Linked DNA regions of Ostrinia nubilalis: region 2 is linked to region 1. The links are chromatin contacts, called in public Hi-C maps. All regions are on one chromosome and are shown on one strand. The core of a region is the stretch at or near the end of the contact, and the rest is flanking DNA. Distances in the headings are between cores, read along the strand shown.

Evidence for each region. Hi-C and Micro-C count contacts between places; a contact is called where the count stands out from the background.
Region 2: a contact with region 1 is called in a Hi-C map of whole body, with 4 times the contacts expected there. The contact joins the promoter of LOC135073224 here to the promoter of LOC135073208 in region 1. A contact is called at or near these places in 2 of 5 Hi-C or Micro-C datasets (both in whole body).

What each region holds. Positions count from the first base shown.
Region 1 is chr7:8,454,509-8,458,973 of ilOstNubi1.1, forward strand. LOC135073208 (brain tumor protein-like) reads right to left here and starts at 2,726. Exons shown (of 9, transcript XM_063967297.1): 1 at 2,712-2,726. LOC135073594 (signal recognition particle 9 kDa protein) reads left to right here and starts at 4,042. Exons shown (of 3, transcript XM_063967758.1): 1 at 4,042-4,179; 2 at 4,429-4,465. The coding sequence starts at 4,437.
Region 2 is chr7:9,237,991-9,242,701 of ilOstNubi1.1, forward strand. LOC135073224 (THO complex subunit 2) reads right to left here and starts at 2,108. Exons shown (of 29, transcript XM_063967322.1): 1 at 1,966-2,108; 2 at 1,099-1,264; 3 at 763-1,004; 4 at 388-521; 5 at 46-302. The coding sequence starts at 2,033. LOC135073227 (small ribosomal subunit protein bS6m) reads left to right here and starts at 2,280. Exons shown (of 1, transcript XM_063967325.1): 1 at 2,280-2,977. The coding sequence starts at 2,445. The coding sequence ends at 2,900. It overlaps LOC135073226 (Bardet-Biedl syndrome 7 protein homolog), which reads right to left. Exons shown (of 15, transcript XM_063967324.1): 12 at 4,668-4,711; 13 at 4,480-4,582; 14 at 4,274-4,395; 15 at 3,834-4,032. The coding sequence ends at 3,878.

The sequences.
Region 1 (4,465 bases), core at 1,476-3,975:
ACTTGCTTTTGTATCGAAAATTAGTATTAGCTGCTACGCACGCGGTTGCCCGTTGCAGGCTCTATGCAACCACACTATTTTAAACCGTGGTCCCTAAGCATGAGATGGAAAACTGCACTCTCTTTAATTCTCTTGAATTTGATGGTGTTAGGGGAATCCTAGGAATGAATACAGACTTTCCAATGGAATCTCCTCATCAATATTGCGAAATTGCGAGTTGCAATGCAATGTTACGTTTTCACTTGTTATTTTATTGTAATCTGACCTTGATTTTTCAAACACGTGTCAAAATAAAAAAAATAATTTAAATCAAAAGTACTAAGGAATATTTCATTGATATCAACTTAGAAACTAGCACAGATCACAGAAACTAAAGGGAAATGTGACAAGGGACAAATTGGAACATATTGCTTGTGAAAGCAATGATGACAGTAGCGACGTCATTATGTAAACAGTTTATATTGCTTGCATAGTACCACAGTATATATATGATTTATCTACTGTGATAGTACTAAGATTATTCGAACGTTGAATACTGATACCGCAGTGGATAATGAGCACATAATTTGATTTCTTTGTGTGTGTGAATTTCTAATACGACACTGAGTTTCGAACTCAGCGCATTACTTAGCATCTCTCTATATTTCTATGGAACCAAGTTATCTCCAAAATAACATTCCACACCTTTTTAACCTAGTCAGGTCATCTATCAATAGGATATAAAATATATATTTTTTAGAAGTTAATAAATTATGCATAAAATATAAACACTTTAGAAGTTTAGTTAAATCGTAAAATTTCTGAAAAACAAGTAGGCACTAAAATCGTACTGAAAAAAAAAGTATTAATATGTTATCTAATTTATTTATTAAACGTCGAATTTTATCAAAGATTTTGGACTAAAGTTTTTGAAAATATTTTACTCTTTTATTAGTATAGATTTAACAACAAAGCTTCCCTCTCGAAACAAAACGCTTCTTTTTCTTCTTCACGAAACAAAACTCAAAGCGGATAAATAAATAAACAAATCTTTGGACAATTTCACAGCGCCATCTAGTCCAAAAGTAGGCAACCAATATGCTTGTGTTAAGGGTGCTAGCATAATGGATATACTTTTTTATAATTTATTTATTAAATTAAATACATGGTACCTACATATTATACATAGTTACACCCAGATCCGTCAAAGAAATTAAAATTCATCATTTCAATTTCTGCTCGGCCGGCCGACTCGAAACAGCCTCTCGGCATAGTATCAAATGTATTTGGTCGCCGTACAAATCACCGCTTTACGACACGAACGCACGTAAACGTCACGGCGGGAAAAATGACACAGGTCCTGCCTTGACGGGCGCTCGCGCCATACTAATCGATGTCGGCTTGCGCATTGTAATTTATACTGATATTCACATCAATATTTTGACAAAGTGGTTTCTAATATTTAAACAATGACTGTAGAAACCAATTCTACAATGAATATTCTTTATTTGGGGATACTTTTATTGCAGTTATTGCTGTGTTTTTAAACCAAAAACCACGATCAAAATGTGACGTTAATCTTCAAATTTGCCAAATTATTTTTAGATTTTACTCAATAATGGTAATGAAATTCAAGAATCTATTTCATTAATGGACTACAAGAATATATGTCCGATGATTACTATATATTTTTAAGCTTATTATATGAGCATAAATAATAGATACAGGACTTTGAAAATGAGTCTGCGGCAATTTTTCCGTAAAATGGTTGTGGGAGATGGGGCACTGTGAATTAAGCAAAAGAGTTTTAGTAAATCCGTTTCATTAATGGTCAACACCAAGGATTGACCTATCTTTCGCAGTTATTAAATAATCTCTGGGTGTTGTTAAGATAGTAATTCATGCTTCCAAAATCTTAGTAATTCGCACGAAAATGTAAAATGGCTCTTAAGGTATGTGAATGAATAAATGAATAAAAAAAGGATGGCTAGACAGGAATAAAAGAGTAGGTATAACGTTTGACTGGATTCTAGGGAAAATATAAATTGGATTTATGTGTACCATACTTACCTATTAACCAAAAACAGCAGTAGGTAGGGCTGGGCTGTTTTATATAACAATTTGTCTGACATTTACATAACTCAACATTGAGGAATATTGGATAAATTCCCAAGGTGCACCTATTAATTAATAAAGATTATTATACTGGAATGCACTAGCTGCTAGTGCTAGTGACTAGCAGATTTTAATCAGGTACCTTACCTACCCACCGGCGTTTCAGTTGCAGCAAAAAAGTATTTAATGTACCATGGACACTCACTATACCCGCTCAACACATAAATATACTTTTATAAAATATAAGAATTTGATGGTATCAAGGTTATCCGCACCGGTTTTTGTTTGAAATACAAAGTAAGGTACCTACTTGTTCTTACGTACCAAGTGTCTCGTCCGACATTACAAGCTTCAGAAATCATGCATATAATTCGATTATAGGATGCTTCTTTAACAGTTTATGTTTTGCCGCAACAATATATCAAAGTGGCACCAATTTAAACACAAAAAGTTAACATAATATATTATAGGTACTTACGTACAACAAACGCAATGCAGCATGCAGACAATGGCGAAGGTCGATAGTCCATTTTCTTTTTTTTATCGTAAAATGTGTGATATTTATTCATAAAATTAAAACTAAGAGAAGATTATTTCAATTAGAATGATTTACTAACCTTTAACAGCTATAAATGCAGAAAAAGCAGCTAATTATTCGCGCAGAATGTTCTACCACGCCGTAACTATGACAATATTCATCACTATGTAAATAAATAAAAAATGAGCATCTAGTCTCAACAGTTTTTTTTAAATAAAAATGGTTTCTTCGATGAATTAAATTAATATTTTGTCACGTTCTCATTTTAAAAAGACGAATACATTCACGGTGTATTGATTTTCTGCGTTCGTTATTGCGACACTCAGAGTTACCAGTAAAAAAAAATAGAATCTACTAATAAACCTACCAATTATAGCCTGACCAGGAACATAAAAACCCTCGCCATGTTGCGGAAAACTAATGGTACTAATTTCTTTTAATGGCAACAGTAACTGAAAACTTCATTGACATGTCACCTTGCATGTCAGTCTATTGCTGTCAAAGTGTAAACAAACTTTATTTTAAATGTGCGCAATTGATTTTGTGAATTAAATTGCTAAAATCTTTTTATAGTCGTGAAAGAAAAGTGGTTCACAATGTGTTAAAGTATTTGTCGAAGAGAAATACTAAGGATTCGGACAATATTTTCATCGAATAATGTTTCCGACAAAGGTTGTCAAATTGACTGACATGTTTATCGTATAGTACAGTCCACTATGAAAATTAGCTGTGGTTTGTTTTAACTACCAATTTTAAAAATTTTTGTCACTTTCTAAGTGTTGAATTTTATGGAATTGGGAAAGAAGTACCGAGTTTGAAGCGTTCATGAGCAGACATTGCAGTTGAATATTCAAGTTCTGAATTTGATTATTGATGAATAATAAAATAAATCCTACTAGCTCGATTGATGGTTTCATTTAATTTATTTAAACCAGGTTACCTTAATAATATTTTTTCGTTAATTTATGAAAATATCAAATTAGCCCGTAATCCTGAATCCTGATACATAAAGTTAGCCTATTAATTTAACACAGGTACGACTGTACTCAGTGTTGCACTATCAAATGCAATTGACGCGCCTCTATGCCAGGGTTTTTATGTTCCTGGTCAGGCTATAAATCTTTTATGGCCCATTTTTATGGCCAGTTCATGACCATTTTTATACAGCTAAACTAAACAGTACAACTTGATTATTTTCACATTTATGTCGATTATTTTATTACATTGAAAATTAAGTTTCTATATCTTGTTTGACGTGATTGAATCTTTTTTTTAAATCTTTTAAGTGAATTTATCTGAAAAGGTGTATATCACTCGTTGTTCAAAGATAATTTTTAATATAAAATTATACAATAAGCCTACTCTCTTGACTTTTAAAATTCAGGTGACAGTCGTTAAAATAAGGAAATTAGTGAAGATAGATTTGACATTTTACAAGAAAATTCTTTTTGTTGATCAAATTGTGGCCGAATTTCACAAATTGGATTATTTGAATGTGGCGTGCGATTTTGTTATCTAATTAGAGTGCCTGTAAAATAAATCTATAGGTACATTTATTGCTATTTCAGTTAAATCTTTGACACCATGGTTTTAATTAATTTTTCAACCAATATATTTATGTTACACGACGACAAAATTAAAGCATTCGATAATCAACGTTAAGTTAAATTTGTAATGAATGAGTAACTTTTTATTTTATCAAGTTAAAAACTATTAAAATCCCCCAAACTTAGGACCTGCCACACAAATTACCAAATTTTAAAATAACAACCTAAAATCCATTGCTATTATTTCAGATAAAACTATGACTTTCATACCTAATTGGGAAGAGTT
Region 2 (4,711 bases), core at 858-3,357, 780 kb after region 1:
CAGGAGTTAAGTCAGGATATTTATTGATAACTGAACTGTACATACCCATGGGTAAATGTCATCAAGAGAGATGACACGATGTTGTAAAAGCAGTGCTATTACAGTCATAATCGGTGGTGGTTCCTTGTACGTATCCAGGACCTCCATATTGCCTAACTTAAACCCTAAAACTTCAGATATCACATGAGGATCTCCCATGTAGTTTTTAATCAATGGTATAAACAGATCCTCTAAATGTGGTCGAGCTTCAAATGATTCTAGTATAATATCTAGTACTCTGTTGGGGTCTAAATTGAAACATCCTGAAAGAAGTTATAAAATTATTAGTATATGAAGTTCATGCAGTAAAACAGAATGAGATAAGATTGACTAATTTTATTTACACACCTATAAGTGACTGAATGATTTCTAGTAAGGTTTTCCATTCTGTATCATCACTTATTTCTTGATTCAATTCAACAATTAATTTAGCATATCCTTCACTCTCTTCTCTAAACAGATTAAATTTACGTTGTTTATAGCTGAAAATAACAACATGAAAATTACAATTTTGTTCACATCTAATCTGAATTTTAACTGTGCTTAGTGCAAGTTTGCAGTGAACATTGTTGGTAGCGAGTGCTTATAAAAATCTATGAAGATTTTAGTTCCTTAAAGTATCTGCTCTGCTAGGGACGCTGAACATTCTGTCATTATTTTATGCAGTCTCTAGTTATGACGTTTGGTGTAAACTTGCACTAAACACTGATCTATTTTACTTACTACAACTTTGTCTTGATTTTAATGAATTTGGTATAAAAGTTTTTGTTCTTCAATGTACCAACATCTTGTAATGTGTCGATTTCTAATCTTTCCTTTAGTAATTTGTCAGACATAAAAGATTCGAGTTCTCTCACAACATAACAAAAATTTGTGCGTTCTTCACTCTGAACATCAGTGCATGTCTCAGCGTCTAATACACAGATTACATCTAACACAATTGATGGTATATCTGCATGCAATGCCTGTAAGAAATAATTAATAAATATTTAAGTAATTGTTGTTTATATGCCAACAAATTACTGTCAATAAAGTAACAATAAAGAATGGAATACTTACACAAATTTCCCGAAGAACTGCAAGCACTGCATCTCTCTTCAGGTTACCCCGAAGACCACAAAGCAGTAAGTCGTATACATTCTGGGATAAACCAGAAAGTTTTCCAGATTTGGTAAAAAGTGGACTTTTCTCTTCATCTTTGATAGATTGTGTCACATATTTAATACTAAAAAATATTATTATCAGTTAGCAGGGATGGTCGGAAATTAATATCCTGTTTTAAAAGACGATGATGTTAAATTAATGTTATAAGTTATTATGAAGGAATCACTAGATTCTAGATAGTTGCTTTGCTACATGCAAATCCTACTAATATTATAAATGTGAAGTTTGTATGGATGTCTGGATGTTAACATGTTTGTTACACTTTCCTGCAAAAACTACTGAACGGATTTTGATGAAACTTTACAGTATTGTTGTTTATGACCCAGAATAACATAGGCTATAATTTATGACGATCTGTGACTGTCTAAATTCTAAATATCGCGCGGGTGAAGCCGCGGGCAAAAGCTAGTAAACTTAATATTTTAGAATCGGATATCGTGTTACTGTAACGAATATCCGATTACTGAGTACATAAGGTAGGTAGGTACTCAGTAGTCTGGTAATTATGATATAAGTAAGTTGGAATAAATGTGATTAACAATAAGTCAATCCATTAGCTTGATGAGAGTTACAATAAAATTGGTGATGTTGTAAAAAAAACTTAAGTCTCTGACCAGTTATGCTCATACAAGCTTATTAGGGTAACAATTGATTAAAGTAATTCAATATTCAATGGATTATTATGGTTCAACATGTGGTATTTACCTACAAGATAAAAAAATATATTTTCAAAATCAAGCAAACAAGATTTCGTGTACTTACAATTGATCTTTTCCTGATTTTTCCCAATTTTTACAATATTCCGCTACAAACTTAGCAAATGATCCCATAATTTGAGAGCTTGATAAATTTTAAATGAAAATAAAACCGCAGCAGGATAACTCACGCTGCAGCCATTTCTGTCATTGAATGAATGAATGAAAGAATGAATGATTGAATTCTGCATAAAAATGATAGACAGTAATACCAACATAACCAAAATTACAATCGGGCTATTGACTATCTTTTTTATTAGTTGTCAACTATTTATAAGCCAAGTATTTTTTTTATCTGCAAGATAGATTTACCATACGAACGTTAAAATAATCTTGTCAAAGTGACAGCGAATATCTAAACAATTTCATAACCTCAAATCCTTATTTTCTTTAGTTAGTTATTCATTTTGTTAGCAGAACAAATTCAACTTCTATCACTGTTGAATTGAAAAGTGATTAAAAACTTTCCAATATAATCCTACAAGAATGCCTGCATACGAGTTTGCTATTATGTTTCGGGCAATGCCGAAGTCGGAACTGAAGACTGTTCTCAAAAGGGTTTCTCACGCTATTTTTGACCGTGGTGGAATCATAAAGAATATAGAGAACTTAGGTTTCAAGCCAATGCCTTACAAAACCAGTTCTCATGGATTAGTACATCGTGAAGCAAATTATTTTGTGTTTAAAGTAGATACGGCCACTCAAGCTGTTGCTGACCTGAAGGAGGAATACAGTCGTGATGTTGATATTATTCGTCAGAGAGTTTATAAGGCACCAAACGATTCAGAAACCTCTCCTTGTACATTGGAAGAAGAACTACTTCCTCCAGCTTACCGTGAAGATGTCCAAAAGATGATCAAAATAGGAAAAACTCAAGTCAATCGCTTCACCCACAAGTTTAAATACAATTCTGGTTTGGACTACTATCCATTCCAGAAATAACCTTATTCAGTATGTCAAATTGTACAGTAGTTTAATTAGTTATAGTTATCTTATTTGCAATAAATGAAAGATGCAAATATGTTTTTTATTTAATTAAATGCATGGTAACTTGGCCTACTAGATGTAATGACACAATTTTTATTTTTATGTTCATCAAAATTATTCTTGTAAATACTATGGGATCTTTCTTAAAAACAGCCAATATTTTCTCATGTTGTAAACCATATTTACATGGTACATATTGTATTAATATGAATGTTATTTTAAATTCATTCAGGAGGCATTCTAATTGCAAATTTAAATATAGCCCTGAAGTGGAAGCTGCCATCAACAAACAAATTCAAAGTGAACAAAATGCAGCATTTAGCTATCTGAATATGGCTACCATCTTTCTTCACCCAACTATTTCATATCCTGGTGTTGGTGGATTTTTTATGAAAATGTATGAAGAAGAGCTACATCATATGAAAATTCTTATCAACTATCAAATAATCCGTGGAGGTATCCCCATTTTAAATTTTGGAGCAGTGGACCCAGTTGATCCAAATATGACACTGGTTGAAGCTTTCAATTTAGCTCTTGAAAAAGAGAAGAAAGTAACTGAGGTAAGTAATCACTTGTATTTAGTTTCAGTAGTTTGTTATGATAATGTTACACAAGTTCATATTCTATTGTTGTTGATAGGAATTGAAAAATATAGTAAACACTGCTGAAGCATCAGAAGATTATCAATCTGTGGAACTTATCACATCAAAGTTTCTGCTCGAGCAGGCATATGCTATGAATGATCTGTCTCATTATATCACAAAGCTGAAAAGACTCTGTGATGATAAAGATGCACTCTACCAGTTTGATTTAAAACTCGGCCAGCTGTACCCTTATTCATTAAAAATCTGATTCTTGAAGTTGGGAACATAAGAAAATCATATTAATTTTTTAAGACTTTTATTGTTGAATACAGTATGTACACTGATTTCTTAGTTAGAATTCATTTGTTCATTGGAAAATATTTGCCTAATTTGCTTTAGTCTACAGTTCAGCAATGCATCATAAAGAATATTTTTATTGTTATGAAAATCTTTGCTATGCAGTGATAACTCATGCCAATCAGCATACCATCGATGTATAGTTTCTGAAAAAGAAATGCAGTATTTCAATTTTCATTAGTCATTAAAAAGCTTTCTAGTTTTAGACTGCATTCGCGATTTAAAAAATGTCTTCTATACTGGTACCTACCGCTATAAAAAAAGATCGTAAGATTAAATCGACTAAACATCTCGAACCTAGGACCCACAGCGATAAAGGCAGAAGTGGTGAATGCACCGCGCCGTCCACTACTCCACCGGGCGAAAATAGTTCATCTACCGTCTTACCCAAAAGTTCTTTAAAATGCGTCTTGTTTATGTCGCCGTCCGCAATATTCCATACACGTCGATAGTCTTCGCATAGCGTTAACTCTTCTTCGTTTACTGTTTTGTCGTCTAAATCTAAGGCGCTAAAATTAAACTTAAATTGTAAGTTCAATGAGGACCTAAAATATAAATTGGCTACAAACTCGTAAGTTGGATAGAGCTTTTACCTGAGTGCTTTTTTCAGAGCAAGGTCCTGATATTTCTTATACTCTACCTCGTAATAGTCTTGAATCCGAATAAGCGCTTTCAAACAACTGTCAACTGGAATATCTAAAGCAAAATACGTTCATAATTATCATGTGGAATATGTGACACTAAAAACTCAAGTGAATACGCTAAAAAATTCGTTACAAACCACAAGATATTTCTACTCGAATGCTCTTTTCTACTGAGCAATTA